7 separate regions of the Mus musculus genome follow, and regions 2, 3, 4, 5, 6 and 7 are each linked to region 1. A link is a contact called in public Hi-C, HiCAR-type, HiChIP or PLAC-seq and promoter capture Hi-C data. All regions are on one chromosome and are shown on one strand. The core of a region is the stretch at or near the end of the contact, and the rest is flanking DNA. Distances in the headings are between cores, read along the strand shown. Region 1 holds the start of Aqp11 (aquaporin 11). Region 2 holds the start of Thap12 (THAP domain containing 12). Region 3 holds the start of Emsy (EMSY, BRCA2-interacting transcriptional repressor). Region 4 holds the start of Gucy2d (guanylate cyclase 2d). Region 5 holds the start of Gab2 (growth factor receptor bound protein 2-associated protein 2). Region 6 holds the start of Tsku (tsukushi, small leucine rich proteoglycan). Region 7 has its middle 20 kb from the start of Tsku.

Region 1 (3,103 bases), core at 168-2,667:
AGTTTAAACTTGAAACACACCTTTCATGGGAGTCTACTTAAAAGTCCACGTGCAACTCCACATAAGGAATATGACAAGTAATTTGTAGGAAAAAAGTAGGACGTGAATGCAGCTACAGAACTGCTTCTCCTCGCGGTCAACTACTGACCTATCGTGCACTTTAAGCTCGAAGGAACTTTTTGACCGGATCGTTTCTCAGTAAGAGTGTCAGAAGCAATCTATACCACCTTGGCATGAGAGCCGTAACTGATAAGCTGCCTTTCTAACATTAAAACAATCCCTTTGTGGGCTATTTAAGCCTTTGGCAGTAATCTGCCACGATCTTAGTTTCGGCACCGGAGTGTCTGCTTTCTCTGGGTGTTCAAAACAGCAATGAATGAAGATCTGTATGTTGGCTCCAACTGCTAGGCTGCAAGGTGGTTAGAATAATAAGTGGCCCAGGGTAGGGTGCAGGGGGTGCTCAAATGTATCGGTAAAGAACTTAGAACCTCTGGTCATAGAGGCTCCGGACTGCCAAGTGTTTGGTAGGAATAACAAACCTGCATAGGCCAAAAAGGTGATGAGTGCAGCCAGCAGGTGGATGCGAAGCTTGGTTCGGACCTCCTGGAAGTGCAGTAGAGCGCTGTGGAAAATAAAGGAGCAGATGGCCTCTATGATGATCGCTTTGGACATGTCGGTGTGGATGGGATTCCTGCAAGCTAAGATCCTTTCGTCGTAATGGTACTTGGTCAGACTCAGGCTCCACAGGGCGCTTATGCAGTACCTGCTGCACAGGGCGCTAACCAGCTGAGCCAACAACCTCACGGCACCCATTTCGGGGGACATACCCCCCAGAATCATCTGCATCATCACGCCGCACGGGTTGCTAGCTGTGCCCACCAGGGTCAGGCCATGCACCAAGGAAAAGAAGTAGATCAGTGTCAGAGTCCAGGTGGGGTGCGCAGAGTCCTGCTCGCTCAGCACTTGGAGCTCGTGGGTGCAGCAGCAGAGCTGGAAGGTAGCTAGAAACTCCAGGACGAAGGCGTGGACCACGGGCCTGTGTAGCTGTTGCCGGGCGATCACGCGGGCCAGCCCCACGAACAGCACGAACAGCAGCATTAGCCCCAGCGAGATGCAGGTGTCCTGCACCTCGGGCCGGAGCCCCAGTAGCGCGGACATGGCTCCCTCACCGCTGGGGATGGCTGAGGGCGGCAGGGACAGAGGAGCGTCGGGGGCTGGAGTCCGAAGTCCGCCGCCCCGCCCTCCCACGCCCCTCAGGGGCGGGCCGAGTGGAGAGCCCGGGTTCCGCGCTGGAGGGCTCCTCCCCTCCCCGGCTGCGCTGTGCAGATGTGACCTGAGCCGGGGAGGGGGGGAGGGCGGGGGAAAGGAGGCGGCGAGGGAGCTGTCCCTGGGCACTGGCGGAGGGGACAACGGTCTGTAGAGCCCCACGCGCACCCGCCTTCCGCCGCCTCCCTCAGCACAGGGCCAGGGCCCCGAGACCACTGCGCACGCGCGTGGCGCCCGAGCTCTGGGCTCTCAGCGCCGGACCCCGAGCCTAAGACCGCACCACGCTGGTGCTAGAGCATGTGGCGATCGGAGCGTGGCTTGGGAACTCTGCCTTGATCTTTGCACACTCCGGAAACTGTACTCCACGGAGCCCCAGAGGTCATCTTTGCAGCCACCCCGTTTTTACTAATGGAGAGACTGAGGTTGAGGAGCGAGGAGGTGACCCTCAGGGAAGGAGCTGTGGTCAACTGGGAGTGGGCGTGAGAACCGAGGTTTGACTGGTTTGACAAGGTGTTAGAGCTTTGGTTTTCTTCACCCACACTCGAACTTTTTTCGTAAGTGTGGGGGAAAATATATATATCCATTTATGTGTAAAATTGACGTTAATTATATTCACACTTTATCTAGCTATCGCCACTATTTCCAAACTTTGGATGTTGTGTTTTATTTTTTATCGAATGCATTTGCTTAATTATCTAATTGTCTTATTTATGTTTATATATGTGCATACACACACACACACACACATATATATATATGTATGTATATACATACATACATACATACATACATACATACATACGGGGGTCGCTGTGCCCAATCTCATGTGTTCCACAAGGTGGGTCCCAGGGATCAAACTCAAGTCCTCAATTGGGCACCTTTACCTGCTGGAAGCACCTTGCCTGCAGGTGGTGGTTTAGGCATGAAGTCCTCAAAGTTTATAATGTTTATGTTATCTTCATCATGAGATATTAAAATACTAAGAAAACATTGTTTGCTTGTTCTCATTGGCATCCAGTGTGGGAAGGAAACCCTTGGATTGGTTGGCTTCCCAGAATCCTGGGACAACCTGAGGCAGGATGGAAAGAAGGGAGTTTGAGGGGCCATGGAAAGGAAGCTAGCCTGGAGCTGAAGTCTTGCACCAGCTGAGAGTCAAGTATTCCAGCACAGTTAACATCTATTGTGAAGTTTGCCTTATAGATATCCCAAATAAGAATATTAAAATAGGTGCTGGTGAGATGGCTCAGCGGTTAAGAACACTGACTGCTTTTCCGGAGGTCGTGAGTTCAAATCCCAGCAACCACATGGTGGCTCACAACCATCCTTAATGAAAAACAAATAAAAAACCTATGGTCCAGTGCGAGCGGGGCCGGAGCAAAAGGGAAGGGGGGAAAAAGGGAATATTAAAATAGTTCTGGAAGTCACTTTCTGAGGCGACCTTCCTCCTAGATGGTCTTTGTGACTTCCAACCATGGCATACCAGGGCCAGGGCCACAGAAGGTGTGGAGGGTGATGGTGCAGTCCGCCAACCTCAAGTTCAGATACTTGCCAGGCAGATTCCGGTGTGGCTGTGTGAGCAAGTGAATATTGGGAAAGAGGGATAGATGGCTGCATTATTGGCATTGAGGAGTACTTGAACCTCGTATTAGATGATGCAGACAAGATTCACCGTAAAACAAGAAAACAGCCGGGCTGGATCATGCTGAAAGATTTCTGAGTTTGAGGCCAGCCTGGTCTACAGAGTGACCTTCAGGACAGCCAGGGCTACACCGAGAAACCCTGTCTTGGGAAAAAAAAAAAAAAAAGTCTTCTAATGGGAACACAGTCTGAAACATTT
Region 2 (3,103 bases), core at 444-2,943, 960 kb after region 1:
AATGGTTAGATCTGACTGCTCTTCCAGAGGTCCTGAGTTCAATTCCCAGCAACCACATGGTGGCTCACAACCATCTGTAATGGGATCCAATGCCCTCTTCTGGTGTGTCTGAAGACAGCTACAGCGTACTCATATACATAAAATAAATAAATAAAATCTTTTAAAAAAAAGTTCAAAGTCTCTTCTGAGATTCATCCAATCACTTTATTGTAATCCCAATAGCAAGACAGGAAACCAGCTGGGCAAACTCCAAACGCTGCATCTCCATGTCTGATACCGTAGCAGTCGTCAGATCTCCTACTCTCTGAGCATGCTCCCTGCAGAAGGTGGCTGGCAGGGGCCCGACTTCTGGGATTCTACACAGGCAGAGCCATTTCCTCATCAGCACTCTGCTGCAGCTAACTCCACATCTCAGAACTTGTCCTCTTTTCCCTCACCTATAAACTAGCGTTCTTAATTTCCTTTGAATGACCAGATGGACACTCAAATTTCCCCAAGTTCAGGCTGATCCTTCAAAATACTTGCTATAGCTTTGACAGACGTTTTTCTCGTGTTCAGGTTTCCTTTCAGAATGAATCTAATGGTTTCTTTCTCTAAATGTAATTTCTTCAGCCATCCTTCTCACTGTTAACTGCTTGTTCACACAAAGTCCGTGACCTTTTGGATATTTGCATCCGTTCTGTGGGTGACTGGACGACTACTTCATGGATCATCTCAGACATTTTCCCACCCTTCTTTAAACCTTTTGTGCCAGTCAAATACTCAAGCCCTCGACACCACTTCACCCCCATACGCTTCTTTCAAAAGTGGTGGGTCTTACTTGCAGACGTGTTCGATTTTACGCAAAATTTGATACTTTGTTCTAAATAGCGGCCACTCATTTTGAAACAAAACCATACAGGAACGTTATCAGGCCAGGACTGTGAGAAGCCTGAGGTAAAAATCTCTAGGGTGCTGCTGGCCTAATCATTGCACTATTCCTGCCTCTCTGGAAACCACCAAGGAAGTTACTGCTTTTCTGAGCTTTTACCCTAGCGTCTAGTCAAGGTGTGCGGCTAGCAATCTAGCACTAATTCGGTCACAGAGTAACCGGAAGGCAAAACGGGTTAAAAATTAAATCCTCTACAACTCATGTTTGCGTTCAACCCGCGAGTTGTTTCAAAGCAATCGCAAGGGTCATCCCGAATCTGTTGCCTTTAAGAGTCTACGGTGACTCACGCAATGGACGCATGAACCGTGACAACTTTTACACAAGCCGGGCAGACGCAGCCGTGAAGTAACGTTCTAGCTTGCCCTGGATCTGCAGGAACCCGCACACAGCAAACCTACCCGAATAACCCGGGGTTGCGCTCGCCAGTCCCGGGGAGACTACAGCGCATGCGCAATTCCTTCCTTGCGCGGGTTGGGTTGTGCGCATGTGCATTGAGACTACGCAGCTGGCCCGACCCTCTCGAGTGCGCATGCCCGCCCGCAGGGACGGTCGCCTGCGAAGAGGGCGGGGGCGGATAGCTGAGGGAAGAGAGGGCACCCTCCAGCGCCAGGGTGCATTGTGGGAAGGAGGCGGTAGCGTCCCGGGCGGGCTGGAGGTGCAGCAGCGGCGGCGGCGGCGGTAAATCCTCCCGGCCGCACACAGCACTGTGGAGCCGCGGCCCCAGCCCAGCCTCGGCCCGCGCGCCCCTCCTGCCCCTCGCGGCTTCGCGCGCCAGCCCCTCCTCCGCGCGCGGCCTTGCGGAGCCGGCCGGCCGGCCCAGCTCCCCTCCCCGGCCCCGCGGGGCGGCCGCGCTGCCCTGACGAGGCGGGGAGGGGAGGGCTGGACCGGCCGGCGGCCGGACGACCATGCCGAACTTCTGCGCTGCCCCCAACTGCACACGGAAGAGCACGCAGTCTGACCTGGCCTTCTTCAGGTTCCCGCGGGACCCGGCCAGGTGAGTGGGGCGCGGAAGCTTCAGGGACTTGCGCGCACGTGCGCTCGCGGGCACCCGGCCCAGTGGGTGCCACCCGGGGGCGCGAAGGCGGATGAAGTGGGCGCTTAGCGCCTTTGGTGGTCCGACGCGGTTCCTTAGCTGTCAAAGAAGTAACCCTTCTCCAGGGCTGTGTTCCCAGGGGCCCTGCCTTCCCCCGCGTCACTGGTCTCTTCTAGGACAGTGTTTCTGTTTGGAGGCGAGCCGCTTTCTTTGATCTTAAATCAGGTCACAACTGCCTCCTTCGGACTTGTCAACCCAGTGTTCAAATGCCGACCGTTACTCATTGTCTCCCTTGGTTGTTGGGACCACAGAGGACAAGTGTGAGGGCGTGGGAATATGGTATTGCAACTTCACTTTTCCTTGGGGTAGTTTATAATCTGGGACGTAGTCTGAGAATCATAGGGACTTAGTGTGATAGACTGCAGGTAGTTCTCAGAGCTCTCCTGTTGGCTCATTCGTTTAAAAATCAGTGCTTAACCATGTTTGAAGTACTCATGTCAGGTGCTGGAGACTCGAGTGAATTTTGTCACGGACGGCAGAAAGCACCTAATCCACAGAGAGAGAGAGCAGATCTATCAACGAGCGCTGAATATAGCATGATATTAATTGAGCAAATATTTATTGAAAGCCGACAGTTGGTAGAAATTGGTCAGAGTATGAGAGTGGGTAACATGAACCAATGAAAATCCCTCTTCTCAGAGGTTACATTCAAGTCTTGGGAAATTGGCAAGTAAAATATTTATAATACCGTGTCCAATAATGAAAAATATCCTGAAGAAAAATACAGCAGGGGTTGGAAGGGCTTTTAGCTAGGGAACAGGTGGAAAGATAGCTCAATGCTGAAGAGCACTTATACTCGCAGAAGGCCTGGGTTCTATACCCACATTAGGTGACTTCAGTTCCAGGGGATTACACAACCTCTTCTGGCCTTCCTGTGTACCAGGTATGCTCAAAGTGCAAAACGCTCGTGCATATACCAGAGCAGATTAAAGAAAAAAGCATAGCCAGGGAGCTGAGCAGTGGACATTGTCTGTTATCCCAGCGCTGAGGAGGCAGGGAGAATTGAGATTTGAAGCAGGCCTGGGTTAGAGTAAGTTCCAGGCCAGTTAGGGCTGTAGTGTGAGTCTTGTCTCATGAAC
Region 3 (3,103 bases), core at 344-2,843, 920 kb after region 1:
TGACAAAGGAAAAAAAACACCATTTGAGAGCACAATGACCCAGCTCATACTAACAGGGGAAAGAACAGGTTTTAAAGTCAAACACTTCTTGGTTCCAGTTCCAGCTTTACAACATAATTAGTTGTTTCATCCTTGTGAATTGGCCTCTCTGAACCCAATTTGTATGCCTTTATTTTAAAAAAAAAAAAAAAAAAAGTAATCCCAAGTTTGTTTCAAGTATTATTTAGAAAACAGGGCAAGCCAAGTTCTGTCATAGTGGCTGGCATATGACTTGCCAAACAGACTCTACCACCTGTGCAACCTTGGACAAGTGATTTGACCTCTGCCAGTTTCCTTAATAATAAGTTAGGAGATAAAATAAGCAAACGGTGGAGCATGTCATTTGGATAAATGAAACTCAATAACTCTTTTCTCAAGTTTTGGCAGTAAAAAAAGAGTCATTTCGACCAGTTACCAAAAGTTTAAAAGCCTAGAATTTCGCACTGTGAATTCCTTGGTCAAACAAAACTACACTACAGGTTGAGAACTCAGTAGATCTTCCTTAACATCTGTTAAACTGATAAATGGATGGTCAGCAGCAGAGTAGAATGAATGAATGAGCCAGCCTAAGAGTCAAACACTAAACCGATATGACTCTTCAACTGCGTTCCAGGCTCTGGGTTGCTAACTCCAACTCTTGGCCTCAAGTGGAGCCCCCTTCCCCCTACTTCCCATAGTCCTCTGAGCTCAGAACCAACTCTGAGCGAGCCAAACTGGATGGCGCGCCCCAGCTGGCAGGATGACATAAAGAAAGGGGGTGGAGAGGAGGAAGGGGCAGAGCCAAAGGAATCCGCTCGCTCCCCAAGCCAGTCCCCGCCTCCCGGTAGAATCTCGGAGGCGGCCGGCGACCGCCCGAATCGGGTACCACGTCACGGCATCCCAAAGCATCCCCTCCAGGGAAACGCACGGCGGGGCCGCACAGCAAAGGAAAGCCGGGCAGCAGAAGCCGGAGCGTGCTCCCGGCACCGGGGTCGCACCGACTCCGTCCCCCGCTCAAGTGTCAGCAGGCAGCCCGCCCCGCCCCCTCTCTAAACACGCACTCGCTCACAGCACCACAACAAGAGCAGCCCGCCCGGCTCCTCGCCCGCGCGGCTCCGAGCGGGTTCCAATGTCAAGCCCGCGCCCCCGCGGCCAGCAGCCAGTCTTGGGAACCCTGGCCAGCGTCCGCGCCTCGCGCACTCCTCAGCGGAGACGACAACGGAGAAAAAGCGGGGGCACGGACAGACAGTCAGACAACCCGGAGTCGCCTCGGGGCTCCTAGACCTCGACCTCCGGCGTCCCATCACCAGGCATGCCGGAGTCGCCCTCAGTCCACTTGAGGGAGCCCCGCGATCCCGTTAGGAAACAACGGAGGATGGGGCTGACCGACCCAAGCCGGGCTCCCCGTGCCTGGCCAAGCGCTCCCCTACCCTGGATAGCCTGCCAGCTTTTCCCAGGACCCTGCCTGAGAGACACCCACCTGCCCGGCCTTTCGGGGCTCATCTAAAAGGCTCCTCCGCCAAGACTAGGGGACACCAGGAATTAGGTTTGTTTGCGGTGCCTCAGAAGGGGCAAGATGGCGACAGATACCAGAGCGCAGGCGCAGGCGCGCGCGGCTCGCCGGGAGGTGTAGTTCGCCTTTCCCGCCTTTTGAGAAACGAGCACTCAAAAGCCTCCATTCTTCCTGTCCCTTTTCCTCTGCCTTTTGAAAGGAAAGGGCGGACAACGCGGGTCCTAGTGGGAGTTGTAGTCCGAGTCCAACCTCGCTCCTCTTTCTCTTGCTGCTTGCTGGTCACATGCGCAAGGAAGTCTGGGAGTGTAGTTCCTTTCGGCTTCTACATTACCCTCCAGTCTCCAGCTTCGCGCGCCTATCCTCCGGTCTTTCCCAGCCAATCAGCTGCTCTTTCGGCTGTACGTGTGGCGTCACACGTAGCGGTCAAGATGGCGTCTGTAATTGGAGCTGAGCTTCGACCTTTTCACTCTAGCGAGGGTTGGGATGAAAAGAACACAGCTTGGTCCCTGATGCCCAGTTGAGGATTAAGATCTGGTTCCGTAGACGCTTGGGAGTAGTCATCAGCGTCTTCCAGCCACCCAAACGACAACTCAAGAAAGGTTATCCACTACGGAGAGAGAAGACCTCACAGTGGCCCGTACACCTTTCTCGGTGTTAGGAGTTGCAAGTGGAGGAAAGGAATCCGAGCGGTCTCAGCTTGGAGTTACGCCATGTACGAAGTAGGAGAGGTAGTGATATCTCGTGCAAAATCTGACAAAGGGAAGAAGGGACTTACTTGAGGCACTACGACATGGTAGGTTCACCATCAGCCTTTGTTCTTAACCACACAATGTTGTGGAGGCCTTGTGCCCCTATTTTACAGATCGATAGGGACCCAATATATTGTTTCTCTGATCCAAGAACTCAAAGTTAATTTCTAGTATTATAAATCCCATCGAATTTTGTTGTGTCCTCCCTCTAAATAAAGAACTCTGGTAGCATCGGATGCAATGAAAGTGCAAATCTTGAGGAATTGTTAGTGTGCATCCTTCTGTTAGCAGATTCCCGTGAAAACTAGGGTAACCACTGGGAGGACATCTAGCTCAATGGCAGATTGCTTGTCAAGTATGTGCAAGACCTGGAGACCTGAATCGGATTCCTAGCACTAAGGGATGTTAGGATGGACACACGAGAAAAACTACCCTGTGGGAATATTAAGATACACAACGTGAATGAAAGTTCTTTTCCTAGTTCATTATGAATTACATTTATAATCTCAGCACTGTAGAAGTGGAAGAAGATGAGGAATGCAGGGTCAGACTGGACTGCAAGAGACACCGAGACCAAAACAAGAAAAAAGAAGAAGTTTTTAAGTAAATTGTGAACCACTGCATATGAGTCTACTCCTGCTCCTGAATGGAGCTGTAGGTTAGTCAGAAATAAAAAGGACCATTTCCTATACAGCTCTCCTGGCCTTCTTATTGCACCCTATTTTGAGGTCAGTTTCTTAAGAATACCTTGCAAGGTAGTAAATTAAGTCTTCTCGAGACAGGAATCAAAGGTGTACACCACCACCACCTCACTGGTAAATTA
Region 4 (3,103 bases), core at 309-2,808, 700 kb after region 1:
ACCCTGTTGGGCCACAAGTCATCTTGTGGTCTTTGTTCCAAGCAGCTATGTAAGGGTAGAAGTGTCACAGGCCACTGTCAGTCCTGCAGTAAGAACAGACTCCACAAGGACCTTCCTAATAGAGAGGCTTGGATAAACGGCAGGTCCCACCTGGAGCATGGAGCAGAGCTGGAAAGAGAACCAGGAGGCAGCTATGCTCTGCCCTAGCAGCACTCTGAGCACATCAGCAGGGGCCTGCAGCCCACTCAGAGCACTATTGGAGCTACAAGAAAATTCACAACCAAAACTAACTTATGACAGGCAGGTCTACCCTTTTTTAAAATTTTTATTTCTCTATGTATCTTATGTATACGAGAGCTCTATTTGCATGTATGCCTGCATGACAGAAGAGGGCATCAGATCTCATTATAAAAGGTTGTAAGCCACCATGTGGTTGCTGGGAATTGAACTCAGGACCTCTGGAAGAACAGCCAAGTGTTTTTAACCACCCAGCCATCTCTCCAGCCCCATACCTACCTTTCTAAAGACTGCATAATAATATAAAACTCTTCTGCTGAATTGTGTATCTGGTACCCTTGAGGTTCGCCACCTCGTTTTATAACATCTGTCACTTTTCAGCAGTAAAATTATTATTTGTTGACTCTTGTGCCCCTCTTTATCCTTGCTAGAAAAGATCTGTTAAGAGAAAAATGCTTTGTTCTCTCCACATGTCAATGGGGCTCACTTATCTAGGACAACACCTAGGAGGTAAGTGAGTTTGTGGGAAATGGCAGGAATAGTTGAGGCAATGGGGGGAAAGTGACTTTGACTCACTCCATGGGAGACCTGGGAAATGAGGTCTTAGTAAGTTCCAGATGAACGAATAAGGTGACAAAAACAAACAAGACACATTTCCGTGTGACAAAGTCATCTCAAGGGGAGGTGGAGTATGCTGTCAGCCCTTAGCAGAACAGAGACCTCAAGAAAAGCTGGTCCGCCAGAGAGAGTAGTGAAGGGGGATATAAGCAAGCCCTCTGGTCTGAGGTCTTAGCCACCAAAAGCCATCTCATGCAAGACCATCATGGTGCGGAAAACAGAAGCCTAAAGCAGCGATTAGCCATGGCCCTTACTGGTTCTGTAACCTGGGTCAAATTATCTAACCTCTCTGTGCCAGACTTTGTATATCTCTAAAAAGACGTAATAACGGTGCCACTGTGGATAGAATGAACTGCGCTTTGCACTTGATGGGTGCTTATCAATGCTGAGCTCTGTGACTTGTCTGGACTCCCTGCCTCCTGGGCACCCCAGAGTGGCCAGAGCTGTCCACAGTGCTGACCGAAGACACCCTCTTACCTCCTCCCTCTCCCTCCCACCCTAACTTCTTTCTCTCTCGTGTGGATCCCCAGAGCCCTGGTGTCTGAACAGATTCAATTTTCCAGATGATTTCTCTGGAATCCTAAGGGGAAGAGGGAGGGAACGAGCCATATCTGAAGCACTCCCCAGGCAGGAGTCTCGGGAAGCCAGCAGATAACAGGAGCAATGAGTGGCTAAGACACCACACAGACGTGGGAGGCCCCAAGTCAGAGAGTGCTCAGAAAGCCTCGCCTCTGAGGACCCTGGTGTGCGACCCTCCGGTCTGACAAAGATCCAGTGTCAACTCTGACAGCCCATCATGGCAGGTGAGTCTGCTGGGAGCATGCCCTGAAGAGAGCCAAAAGGGCCAGGCTGGGGGCAAGTGGGTGACCCTAGGCTGATAAGAATTCTCCATCCTTCTCCCCTGCGCTGATGTCACTCTCTCTGGCTTGGTGCCTTTGTGCAGACAAAAGCTTCCTTCTCTGTCTGTGAGCTCCAGGGCGCTGATAGGGAACCTTCAACTCCATGTGTATGGCCTCATAACCAAGTAACCTGTGGCAAACCCAAAGGCCATTACCAAATCCAAGAAATACAATCCCCTCTCCACTTCAGGGTTGCCCATTAACCTACTGGGCCCAGTGCAGAGAGACCAGAGGAGCTTACACCCTTTGAAGCAATAGGTGGAGGTAAATATGGCTAATCTCAGAGACGGAGATCTATTTCCATGTTCTACCAGCCCATGGGACATCAGTGAAAATGGACATTTAGAGACTTTAAGAGGCAAACTGAGCTCTCTGTGGTTGGGGAAACCAGGTCACAGAAAGGGGTCCAGACCCTGTGCTACAAATCAGGGCAGAGCTGTGGTAAAAGGTGGTCCCTGCTAATGTCTGTGCACCTCTGTAGGCCATTGGCTGCAGGACTCTTGTGGCAGTCTGACCAGCAGGACCTTAGGTAAGGAGTTCAATGGATGTTTTGCAGGACCAGGGGAAGTATAGCCTCTTCTCTGGGTTTCAATGTCCCCAACTGAACTCATAGGGGTTAACTTAGACATCAGCATCTTTAAAGCTCTGATATCCTCTATGAGGTATAGATAGATAGATAGATAGATAGATAGATAGATAGATAGATAGATAGATAGATAGATAGATAATTGATAGACATGATAGATATAGATATAGATGATATAGATTAGATATAGATATAGAGACAAAGCAAGTGAGGTGAGGTGGGATTTCTCTTTGGCTGGGAAGTTGGTGGCTAAGTCTGGCTCTGATTTGGTCTCACCTTTTCGTTAAGACCTCAGACAAGTCACTACCCATAATCAGTTTCTTCCTCTAAAACTGAGAGTTAAGCAAAAGCTTGATAGCTTCTGAGATGTTCCATCAAAGTCTGAGTCAGGGGTACTTCAGTAACAAGACTGTGAGGGAAGTGACTGCCACTTAGAACACTGAAGACTCATGCTCTGGTTCTCAGCTGGAGACAGACAAGGACTCTGTACATCAAGAGCTCATCCCACAGCCCCGAAGGATTCACTTCCAGGGCACATGAACCTCTGCTGGATGCTAGGAGACCACTAAGTATCACAGCAGAGGGCACTGAGCCCACAGGGCTCCGAGACAAACAGAAGACTAGCCTTTCATTCCCCAGCCCTGAAGAGTACTGAAAGCTTCAGTCAGCAGGGAAAAGTGTTGGAAACTCCACAGGAGGAGAAATTGAAACTCAACTTCCTGCCTCCTTCCTGCTAGGCTCTCTCTGTACCTTTTGCCTCCCC
Region 5 (3,103 bases), core at 176-2,675, 660 kb before region 1:
TAAAATAATCCAGAAAACAAAGGTTATGCTGAGGCATTGCAAGATGCTGCCTCTCCGGTTCATGCATCAACCACACAACTCCCTGTTGATAAAGTGGGTTACTAAGCAACTTCATGAGAAACTAGAAGGGAACCTACCTTTTAAATGCTGTTTGGAAAGGTACTTTGTGAGTTAAAAAAAGAACTCTTACCAAAGGTTTTGGTTTTGCTTTTCTTTTTCCTCCACTTTCCCCCTGGAGCACTGGTGTTGGGTGTTTGCTTCCTGGTCCTTTATCTCAACCCTCTCAGCACAAGCCAGTGAGAAAAAGATCTCTATATTCACATTTATATAGGAGAGATCTCTTATAAAGTCAATGAGTGGAAACTCTGGACATTTTTATCACAATTTCTTGTTCTTTTATACCTCCTTGTTTTCCAATTCATTGTGTTCTGCAAAACTTACAGTTTCCTTTTACTGGATTCAGTTTTCCCAGAGGCACTATGGGAGAGCGCCAGCTGGACTTTGTTTCTCAGCAATAAGATCTAGTCCCGTCCAGTCCCCCCACACCCCCCCCCCAAGCACCCTTTGATCTACAGACATTACTGCAGTAATGTCACTCTGGGAAAAAAAAAAAAAAACAGGAGAGAAGATTCCCCTCCCCTCCTCCCAAAACACCTGGATTAGAAAGGCCTGCATTGTGTCAGCTGTGTGGCTTCAGGCTATCTGTAAAATGGGTATAATTATGACCTATCCAATTTGTAAGGCAGTGAAGATAATCGCTGTGGAAGGTGAATGCAGTAAGCTCCCAGCACACAGTATGTCTGTTTGCTGCTTCTCTGGCCTAGAGATGTGAGAGTTAACTTACAGTGAAGCAGGACTCATTTCAGCCAGAATCGGACTTACTGAAACCTGAAACTGTGGGAATGGACAGGAAACCGGAGCAGTCCTTGGATCTCTGTCCTACTCTTCCACGACGCTGGGGAAGAGGGGTTGAGCATAGGCTCAACGTTCGACCTAGGGTGGATAGCCTCTGGCCTTCCCTCACCCTAGCACCGGCACCACCCAGAGGTCTTCACGACCCCGCCTGCAGCTCCAGGCTTAGAGGGGGGAAAAAACCAACAACAGCCACCAAGACCCTGAGGACGCAGCTGCTGGCGACAGCTCGTCTCACGGCCTCCGGGCCTGTGGGGTCCAGGCTAACTGGCCTCTGCGCCGGCTGCCCTCGGGGACCTCGCGGGGCTGTGGGCGTGGCGAGCGCCCGCCTGCTGAGGCGCCCTGGTGGGGCTGTGTGTGTGTGTGTGTGCGCGCGCGCGCGCGCGGCCGGAGGGCGGGGGGGGGGGGTGGAACTCGAGCGCGCGCAGGCAGCCGGGCCCGCGCGCCTCACTGCCTCGTCCTCGCCCCGGGGCTGCCGGGCCCCTCCCCTCCCCCGCGAGCCGCGCACCGGCAGCCGGCTGACCCAGCAGCCCGCGCCCGCGCCCTTGTCCGCGCGAGCCGGCGGCGGGCTCCAGTTTAGCCGGCGACATGAGCGGCGGCGGCGGCGACGACGTGGTGTGTACCGGCTGGCTGAGGAAATCGCCTCCCGAGAAGAAGTTGAGGCGCTATGTGAGTGAGGCGAGCGGGCGAGCGGGCGCGGCCCGGCGGGAGGGCGGCCGGGGGCTGTCCCGCGGCCTCGGAGATGGGGGCGCTGAGAGAGGCCGGGCGCGGCGAGCCGGGGCCCCGCGGCCTCCGAGGGCGAGAGCGGCGGGCGCGAGTGGGGCGCCTCACACCTGTCACAGGTGCGCCGCCGAGGGGCGGGGCGCAGGTCGGGGCTGCGGCTGCCGCCTGCCTCCCCGAGAACTCCTCGCTCGCCGAGCCGAAGTTTGGAGCGATTGTTCCGGGCGACCGGGAGAGTAAAACGCCCGGGGCCGAAGGAGCCGAGTCGCCCCGATCGGGAGGGTAGGCTGAGGGGCCGCGCGGCCCCGGGCCCACAAAGGGCGAGGCGCCGGCGCCCCTCTCCCGGTCCCTTTCTCTGTCCGCCCCTCCCCGGTGGCCGCCTTGCTTCCTTCCAGTCTGCGGCCACTACATCACGGGCAGCGTCAGCGGCATGTGCAGCGCTTGTATTAAGTGACTCATTTGTTTGTCCCCCTTCTTTCCCATTATTCCGAATGTTTCTCACATACCCCCCCCCCCCACACACACACACCGCGGTCCTCCGCCCCACGGGGTGACACTGCAGTTTGGTCCTCAATAACTGGCCAGAGTTTTGTGTCGTCTGGTGTCTGGGGTCTGAAGATGTGGCTCTGAATTGCTAGGTGGTGCGAGCTGGCTGTGTGTAGTGAAATTGGTGGGACGGGCCGTCCCCTCTACGTGAGAAACTGGCAGTTGGGGTCGGGGCACCCACTTCTTGTCTACCGAGCTCAGAGAACAAAATGGTGCCAGGATCCGAGATTGGGGTAGTCTGAGGAGTTTAGAAACGGAAAGTCCGTTAAAGGAGTGCAGGTCCTCCCATCTTCTCGCTCTCCACTTGCCAAGAATCGTCCTTGTTCTGCTGCCTGGGAGTGCTGGACTCTGAGAAATCACTCCCACAGCCTGGAAGTGAGCGGTCGCTTCCAGCTGCAGTGCATCAAGGGAGCTCCCAACAGACCCTGCCCTCTGTCAGCTGCACTAGTGGCTGGCCATGGGGGACAGAAGCTTACCAGAGTTTCCTGTCTCTACTCCCCAGATCAGAATCAAGGGACTTCTGGCCTCTGGACTGAGGAAGTGACATTCTGTTTTTCAAAGGAAGTGTTGTTGGGGAGTGCAAGTGTGTCAATGAAACCAGGCTCTGACTTAGGTCACTTGCTTGCTGGGAAGAGGGGGCAGGGGGAAGGGCAGGGAATCTAAGGATTTAGTGCATGCCTTTTGAAAATGGACAGAGATTTGGCATACAGTAATATAGTAGGGGTGTTTAAGCTTGAAAGCTCATTTGGGGGGGGGAGTTGATATGAGTAAAATATTTTAATTACTAGGAGCTTTTTCTTTTGTTTTGTTCTGTTGCCTGTTGCTGTAGCCTAGGCTTGAACTGCCAGCACTTACACTTGGGAAACAAGAGACAGGAGGATCAGAGGTTCAAAACCAGCCTAGCTTGCTACTTGAGACCCTGTCT
Region 6 (3,103 bases), core at 274-2,773, 620 kb after region 1:
AGAAACGAAAAGAAAGTGACCATCGTTGCCTTTCCCAAGTTTGTCCCCCACTCCCACTCCGACGGGGTAGTACTGACCAAAGTTCTAAGTTACAAACTGGGGTGGATGGTTGGGGAAAAAAAGTGTTTGACTTATCTTTGCCACCCAGGATCAAAAGCTCGGACAGGATGGAGCCCCTCCCACTCTGAGGGCTTTGCAAGTCTAGACTTATCCGAAAGGCTAGCATGGAGCAAGAAAGGATCAAAGTTTGAGTCACCTCTGAGCCTGGCCAAGTGTGGGCGGGAGCCGCTTTCAGCTAAGCTCGCCACGCTGGTTACCACCACGGTGCGCTCCGCTCCCACGGCATAGAGTTCTTCTCACTTCATCCACATCAGTGACCGAATCTCAACGGGCTCTGCAACACGCCCGTGCCCTACGTGAGCCATTGGCCATCCCTTGGGAAACTAGTGTGTGGAAAGCCCCTTTTCATCACAGCCCAATCAGGGCTAGGGGCCGCGAGCAGGCCGGATGCAGACAAACCGTGGCTTTTCTCACCTACTGGATTGGAAGGTTCGTCCCCTCACTCTGGGGTCGGGTTAAAGCAGAGCCGGAACTCAAAGCCAATCAAGTCTCTCCACCAAACAGACTGATCTCAGTCCGCACTCACTCTGTCCCCGGAGCGCAGAGCAGACTACTGCCAGCAGTACGCTATTCCCGGGTCTCTGGCCTCAGGCCGGAGCCCAGACCAGCGGTGTCCCCTCCCTCCTCCCACTGGGGTCCAGTGAGGGTGTCCCGCACGCTCCGCCCAGTCCTGGCCCGGGCCAGTCGCCAGGCACTGCAGATCACCCCCAACCCACCAAATCCATCTCATCCCCTCCCGGCTCAAAGGACCTCCGGAGGTGAGACAGAGAAGGGCTGCCAACAGGCGTTGCCGGAGGAACCCAGAGAAAAGTTTGAAGCCAAGTAGGGGGAAAACGATGGACAGAAAGGGAGCAGAGAGTCGGGGCAGCTTCAGGGCTCTCAGTGCGCACATACCCCACAGATACTCAACTCAGACACGTCGACAAGCATAGACCACGTATGCGGACACTAGGAGCGCCCACCGGTCCCCACAACCAAACGCAAGGCTGCAAAACGGGGACACTGGAGCGAGATAGCCATGCAAAGCCACGCACACACAAAGGCAAGGCAGATGCTGGCTTCCGAACCCAAATCCACAAAAGACCCAGTACCGTGAGATGCACGTGTTCTTACAAAGACCCTGGAGGCGCCGGCCCACGCCCACGACCCCCAGGCAGAGCCTTTGTCTCCTGAAAGCCCTCACCCTTGCTCCCCCGACTCTATGGCTCGGTGTCCCGGAAAAGTTGAGGGGCCTTGGCAGGACCCGGACCCGCCCCTCGCGCTGGCCTGCTCACGGGATGGGGCGGTGAGGTTGGAGTCCCGGGCTCCAAACCTCCAAATGCGCGCCGATCTCGCTGCGCCTCCCGACAGCACCCACCTGGCAGGTCTGCAGTTGTCGCCTCGGCACGCTCACCTAGGCGACCCGGCGTTGGCCCATGGGCCGGCGCTTTTCTCCGCGCCGCTCGTCCCGCCCCACGTCCCCGCCCGCCGCCGGGCTCCCCTTGCTCGGCACCCAGTGGCTGCACCGGCAACAGGCCAGGAAGCTCAGGGAGCGTCGTTAAAGTGCAAGTCTAGGGGGGCGTTTTAGCAGCCCTGCCCCCGCCGGCCGAGCACGGGTTCCACCCTAGGGAGCGTCTAAAAAGTGCGCGGTTCCCTCCTACTCCACAAGGCCTCTCCCAGCTTCCTGCAACCCGGATCCCTGCCCCCTCTGCCTTCCTTCAGTTGCGCGTCCCAGTAATCTCAGCAGATGGCCGCTGGGTCGGGAACATCTGGAGGTCGCCAGTGTGTGTGTGTGTGTGTGTGTGTGTGTGTGTGTGTGTGTGTAGGAAAGCAGAATTAGTTGGCAAGAATGGGTGGGTGAGGGTTTTTCTCTCAAATTCTCCCCTACCCCACTTAAAAAAAAAGTTTTAAAAAAGGTCCAGAGTCACTAATGGGTGTGTTTGAGAAAAGAGACAAGGCAGAACAGAAGAGAGAGAGAGCAAAAGCAGGAAAGCTGGCAGACACCAAGTGAGGGAGAAAGCAACAGACTTAACAGACATATTTTTTTTCCTGGAGGGAAAGTCAACTTCTGGCTGGATTTCCAAGAAGGGAAACTGCTCTGTAGTAGCGGCTTAAGTCTTCCATCCTCTTCTGCCGAAATTATTTGCATATATATATATATATATATATATATATATGCAAATATATATGATATATGACATGTGTGTGTTTGAAAAAAAATACATGAGTGAAGAGAGAAATTGCCTGCTGCAGGTACTTCTATCCACATACCCAGACAGTGCCTATCTCCAGAGGGAAGTAAAGGGTTAGAGGGAAGTGTGGTATTGTCTCTGGACCTCCCAGGAACTTGCCACCTTGGAAAGGGCCCCTGGGTGGGGAACTCCAGCCATGTTTCCCTGCCGTGGCCCAGGCTTGTTGCACACAGTCTTTTCATTTCTTTCTTCCTTATTATTTAAAAACAGAAATCTTTGCTTGGGCTTGTGCGTGTCTGCCCGAGGAAAAGGAAGTTCCCAGTCAGCAAAGTCAAGTTCACACTCAGAAGAAAGTGGTTGTTCAGACCCTTCCCTTCCCTCCACCATGTGGCCCTGGGGACTCACCTGGGCTGAACCCTGCTATTAATGAGGAGAGGGGACAATGGTCCCTGTCTCCTAGGAGGGGGAGGCAGGATAACTGTCAGTGTGAAAGCCTAGCTCTGGAGAAAGAATGTTTCAAAAAGCCAAAAGAGGGAAAGAAAAAAAAAATCCATCATCCTTGGGAATAGGAGGTCTTTAGGGGAATCTTTTTACTGTGGCCTCGTCTGAAATCGTATCCAAGTGGGCAGGGTCACCCTTACAATTTAGTGCTATACTACCAATTTTCTTGGAGCCTCCTGGGCAGAGTCTGAACTCCTCTTCCTATGGAGTAGGAATACAAGAGGAATGATGTAGAGTTGGTGAAAGAATTAATAGTTAGACCAAAGTAGGGGAAGGGGAATAGGTTTATTGAACACACTGGGAGAATTCAG
Region 7 (3,103 bases), core at 154-2,653, 600 kb after region 1:
CACCCAACCCTAGTGAGTCAGGATAGGGAATGGCTGTGTGTGTAGGGGACACAGGGGACAGACAGTCAAAAGAACTTAAGTGCCAGGGTCTCACCAATGCTCCTTATGGAGATGCTCCCAGAGTTGAAGGAGCAGTAGAGCCTATGCTGAGGGCAGTACCTGGTTACCTTGGTAACGCTTTGCAAAGGGTCTCTGGGTTTGATGTTAAGCTTGTATCAGTGCCTGGGCAGCTTACTCTCTGGTTTCCATCCTTTGCTTTGAGTCAAGTCTTTAAACAACCCTCTACGGGTGGCAGACAGCAATGCTCTTTAAGCCCAGATTTTATCACTAATCAGTTATGGGACCTGGCCAAACTGTTTTCTCCCTCTGCTCCGTTTCTTATCTCTCTGATAAAGCAAGAAGGAAGCCATCGCAGGGCTGGATTCATCAGACTCCTTTTTGTTGATAGGGATTTTGTTGTTTGTTCCTTCGCTTGCTTTTTGCTCTTTGTTTTGTTTTGTTTTGTTTTGTTTTGTTTTGTTTTGTTTTTTAACTCCAGAAACAGTTCAAACCCTTTACATTCATTCTCATTGACATCTTTACCACCGAGCTGCCATCGTCACAGTTGATGGTAATGACTTCCTCTCTGGCAGCTCTGGCCAGTTCTGTACTCACACAGCAGTGATCTTTGTGTGTCCAGGCCATCCTTCAGATGGCTGAGCTGCTGCCTCTGCAGTGGGGGTGGGGTGGGATGCACACCCCCACAGTGTAGCCTCCCGGGCAGCCGAGGCCTCTGTCCTTGCCCTGTTGGCTTTACACTGCACACCTGCCCACTGTCCCTTTCTCACGGGCGAGGCATCTGAGTTTCCCCTGGGAAGTGTCCCTGCAGGCCTCGCTTGGCCTCCATTCAGACCTCAGCTCAGAGGTAAGAGCGCGGAGACCCGATTCTCTCCTATGAACACTGATCTATTGCTTCTGTACCTTGTGGCAGTATGTAGTGTGGTCTTGTTTAACATGTCCAGTGTGTGTGGGCTGTCCCTTCCCAACTAGGTGCCAACATCTCGAACATCAGAGACTTTAGTCGCTGATCTTTCCTCAGTACCTATCCCTGGGTTTGGACATAGGAAACTCTAAAACAAAATAACAGAACAAAACAAAAACCCTATTTATTAGGGAACCTGGATTAATATTTTTCAATTCTATGAAACAGAGAGCAGGAAAGTTCTTGTAGCAGAGGGGACTATGTGAAGAGAATGGAGTTCCTGGTAACCGTGAAAAATTCTGGTCATCAGATACGTGCTTCTGAATTTGCCCTCTGCTCCGGACCTGTAGCATCCTCCAACTCACTTGTTGCTTCTGTCAGTAGGAGTCCAGGAAGGAAGCAGGAAATAGAAGCCCAGGAGCTTCCACCAGAGTAGGAATCCCAGCGCCACCTGCCGGGCATTAACTCCATGACAAGCTTAGCCGGAAGCTCTTAGTTCCGCCCCGTCAGACCCTCGGAACTGAAGTCCGGGGCCTGACTACGCAGTCACTTTGCTTTCTTGTGTTGCTGGCCTGGGGCTCCTTCATGGGAGGCTATGGGTCAGGGCTGAGTTTAGCCTATCCCGGGGTGCCCCAAGACGATGTGTAGGGTCTCTGCTAGATGCAAGGCTTTGGAGGCAGATAGGGGAGGCGTCCAAACCCACGGAGAACTGAGCTGAGCCCCCTTTCCCGCCTCCTCACAACCCACCCCTCCTTCTTCCTTAATCCACTTGTCACTCTTAGAATTCTGTCGCCTTTGACTTCGAGTTTTATTTTTCTTGTCATCTCTCACAGGTCCACTAGAGAAAGTGGTTACCCCTCGTGAATTAGCCTCCTGCCGGTCCTTTGGGCCAGCCTGTCAGCTACAACATCATCTTAGCCCCCTCTATCTCTCCTCTCCTCTCCTCTCCTCTCCTCTCCTCTCCTCTCCTCTCCTCTCCTCTCCTCTCCTCTCCTCTCCTCTCCTCTCCTCTCCTCCCTGACACCCCCCTCTCCTCTCTTCTCTTCTCTCATCTTTTTTTCTTTTCTTTTCTTTTCTTTTCTTTCCCTTCCCTTTCCTTTTTCTTTTCTTTTCTTTTCTTTTCTTTTCTTTTCTTTTCTTTTCTTTTCTTTTCTTTTCCATGTCAACACAAATCGTTCTAAGAGGAGAGAAAAGAGGGCAGTTTGGAGGGGGGCTTGTGACATACATCCCTGCCCTGCTTTCAAATGTGTAAGATCCTTTTGTAAACTCCAGTATCAGCTATGCAGTAGAATCCATCTGGATCTGCTTGTTCTAAGACCTGAACCACACCCACCACACCCACCCATGTGAAAGTTTAAAGATTATGTAATCCTAAAGCTAAACTGTGAGACACTTGGGAAAATAAGATGGTTTCCGGGTCTTTCTAGTACTCTGGGATTATCCTTTGCACTTCAGCTGCTCACACCCCCAAGCTGGGGCATAGACCTCCCAGAAGGAGCAAACGTGGGCCTGAGCTCCTCGCTTGGCTAACACGATTGAAATCATGCAGGGGAGGAAGATGTTTCCTGCAGCTTGAGGGAGAGACCCCTCTGAGCCCATGGGGCCATGGATGGGGGCACTTGGGGCACTCTCATCATCAGTAAGAAGGGAGAGCAGAGTGGGCGTAGGTCAAGGGGCTAGAAAACCATAGGGGAAGTTCACTGGGGTCAACTGTCCTAGCCCACCTCCAGACGGTGGGGCACACTTGCTGCCTGAGGCTCTGGCATCTGTCCTGGAGAAAGGGAGAGAAGGAGGGCAGGGCAGGGCCTCCACACCAGAAACAGCAAAATCTGGTTTCTTTCATTTATTTGTACTCATCTTTGTAGGTGTCCATGCTTTGTAGATTTATTCATTTTATGTGTATTTTGCCTACATGAATGTGTCTGTACCACATGCATGTTTGGTGACCACTAAAGTCAGAAGAGGGCATAGCATCATCCAGAAATGGAGTTCTGGGTGGTTGTGAACCACCATAGAGGTGCAAGGAATCCCTGGTCCTTTGCAAAAGCAACACGCGCGCACTAAACCACTGAGCCATCTCTCTGAACCCTCTTTCTTTTATTGTTTAGATTTCTTTTTATTTATGTGTATGTGTGTATGTGC

The links. Promoter capture Hi-C pulls out the DNA fragments that hold promoters and counts their contacts. Hi-C and Micro-C count contacts between places; a contact is called where the count stands out from the background. HiCAR-type assays count read pairs that join an accessible place to other places. HiChIP or PLAC-seq counts read pairs in DNA pulled down with a chosen protein or histone mark.
Region 2: a FOXA1 HiChIP or PLAC-seq map of pancreatic cancer cells shows a contact between it and region 1. The contact joins the promoter of Thap12 here to the promoter of Aqp11 in region 1. A contact is called at or near these places in 4 of 39 promoter capture datasets (erythroid cells, liver and pre-B cells), 1 of 484 Hi-C or Micro-C datasets (the G1E-ER4 cell line), 2 of 115 datasets of contacts at active chromatin or transcription factors (bone marrow-derived macrophages and pancreatic cancer cells) and 1 of 9 other capture datasets (liver).
Region 3: a contact with region 1 is called in a promoter capture Hi-C map of pre-B cells, with 2.8 times the contacts expected there. The contact joins the promoter of Emsy here to the promoter of Aqp11 in region 1. A contact is called at or near these places in 2 of 39 promoter capture datasets (liver and pre-B cells) and 1 of 115 datasets of contacts at active chromatin or transcription factors (extraembryonic endoderm stem cells).
Region 4: a contact with region 1 is called in a promoter capture Hi-C map of liver, with 4 times the contacts expected there. The contact joins the promoter of Gucy2d here to the promoter of Aqp11 in region 1. A contact is called at or near these places in 10 of 39 promoter capture datasets (the 3T3-L1 cell line, 3T3-L1-derived adipocytes, cranial neural crest and 5 more), 5 of 484 Hi-C or Micro-C datasets (the N1E-115 cell line, embryonic stem cells, nephron progenitors and 1 more), 3 of 115 datasets of contacts at active chromatin or transcription factors (T-cell acute lymphoblastic leukemia, bone marrow-derived macrophages and large pre-B cells) and 1 of 9 other capture datasets (embryonic stem cells).
Region 5: a promoter capture Hi-C map of pre-B cells shows a contact between it and region 1, with 4 times the contacts expected there. The contact joins the promoter of Gab2 here to the promoter of Aqp11 in region 1. A contact is called at or near these places in 1 of 39 promoter capture datasets (pre-B cells), 1 of 484 Hi-C or Micro-C datasets (the G1E-ER4 cell line) and 2 of 115 datasets of contacts at active chromatin or transcription factors (bone marrow-derived macrophages and pancreatic cancer cells).
Region 6: a HiCAR-type map of astrocytes shows a contact between it and region 1, with 3 times the contacts expected there. The contact joins the promoter of Tsku here to the promoter of Aqp11 in region 1. A contact is called at or near these places in 1 of 39 promoter capture datasets (embryonic stem cells), 2 of 484 Hi-C or Micro-C datasets (both in embryonic stem cells) and 3 of 115 datasets of contacts at active chromatin or transcription factors (astrocytes, embryonic forebrain and pancreatic cancer cells).
Region 7: a Hi-C map of the G1E-ER4 cell line shows a contact between it and region 1, with 4 times the contacts expected there. The contact joins the enhancer-like site here to the promoter of Aqp11 in region 1. A contact is called at or near these places in 9 of 39 promoter capture datasets (the 3T3-L1 cell line, the C10 cell line, cranial neural crest and 5 more), 3 of 15 datasets of contacts at CTCF or cohesin (the NIH/3T3 cell line, embryonic stem cells and large pre-B cells), 16 of 484 Hi-C or Micro-C datasets (the G1E-ER4 cell line, the N1E-115 cell line, embryonic stem cells and 4 more), 5 of 115 datasets of contacts at active chromatin or transcription factors (T-cell acute lymphoblastic leukemia, astrocytes, embryonic forebrain and 2 more) and 1 of 9 other capture datasets (embryonic stem cells).

Annotation. Positions count from the first base shown.
Region 1 is chr7:97,736,830-97,739,932 of GRCm38.p6, forward strand. It overlaps Aqp11 (aquaporin 11), which reads right to left and starts at 1,418. Exons shown (of 3, transcript NM_175105.3): 1 at 540-1,418. The coding sequence starts at 1,158.
Region 2 is chr7:98,701,554-98,704,656 of GRCm38.p6, forward strand. It overlaps Thap12 (THAP domain containing 12), which reads left to right and starts at 1,694. Exons shown (of 5, transcript NM_028410.2): 1 at 1,694-1,925. The coding sequence starts at 1,837. It overlaps Gm15506 (predicted gene 15506), which reads right to left and starts at 1,375. Exons shown (of 1, transcript NR_144495.1): 1 at 1-1,375. It also overlaps the pseudogene LOC108167485.
Region 3 is chr7:98,654,976-98,658,078 of GRCm38.p6, forward strand. Emsy (EMSY, BRCA2-interacting transcriptional repressor) reads right to left here and starts at 1,594. Exons shown (of 20, transcript NM_172280.2): 1 at 1,499-1,594.
Region 4 is chr7:98,438,858-98,441,960 of GRCm38.p6, forward strand. Gucy2d (guanylate cyclase 2d) reads left to right here and starts at 1,559. Exons shown (of 19, transcript NM_001130693.3): 1 at 1,559-1,658. The coding sequence starts at 1,652.
Region 5 is chr7:97,080,326-97,083,428 of GRCm38.p6, forward strand. It overlaps Gab2 (growth factor receptor bound protein 2-associated protein 2), which reads left to right and starts at 1,426. Exons shown (of 10, transcript NM_010248.2): 1 at 1,426-1,581. The coding sequence starts at 1,501.
Region 6 is chr7:98,359,765-98,362,867 of GRCm38.p6, forward strand. Tsku (tsukushi, small leucine rich proteoglycan) reads right to left here and starts at 1,524. Exons shown (of 2, transcript NM_001024619.3): 1 at 1,478-1,524.
Region 7 is chr7:98,340,173-98,343,275 of GRCm38.p6, forward strand. No RefSeq gene overlaps it. Among named protein-coding and RNA genes, the nearest start is that of Tsku, 20 kb to the right of the region's middle. Within about 2 kb of position 1,404, at least 96 of the 459 cell types and tissues checked have an H3K27ac peak or open chromatin away from gene starts, as enhancers often do. A contact at or near this core is called in the G1E-ER4 cell line, the NIH/3T3 cell line, T-cell acute lymphoblastic leukemia and 1 more, where this site is marked.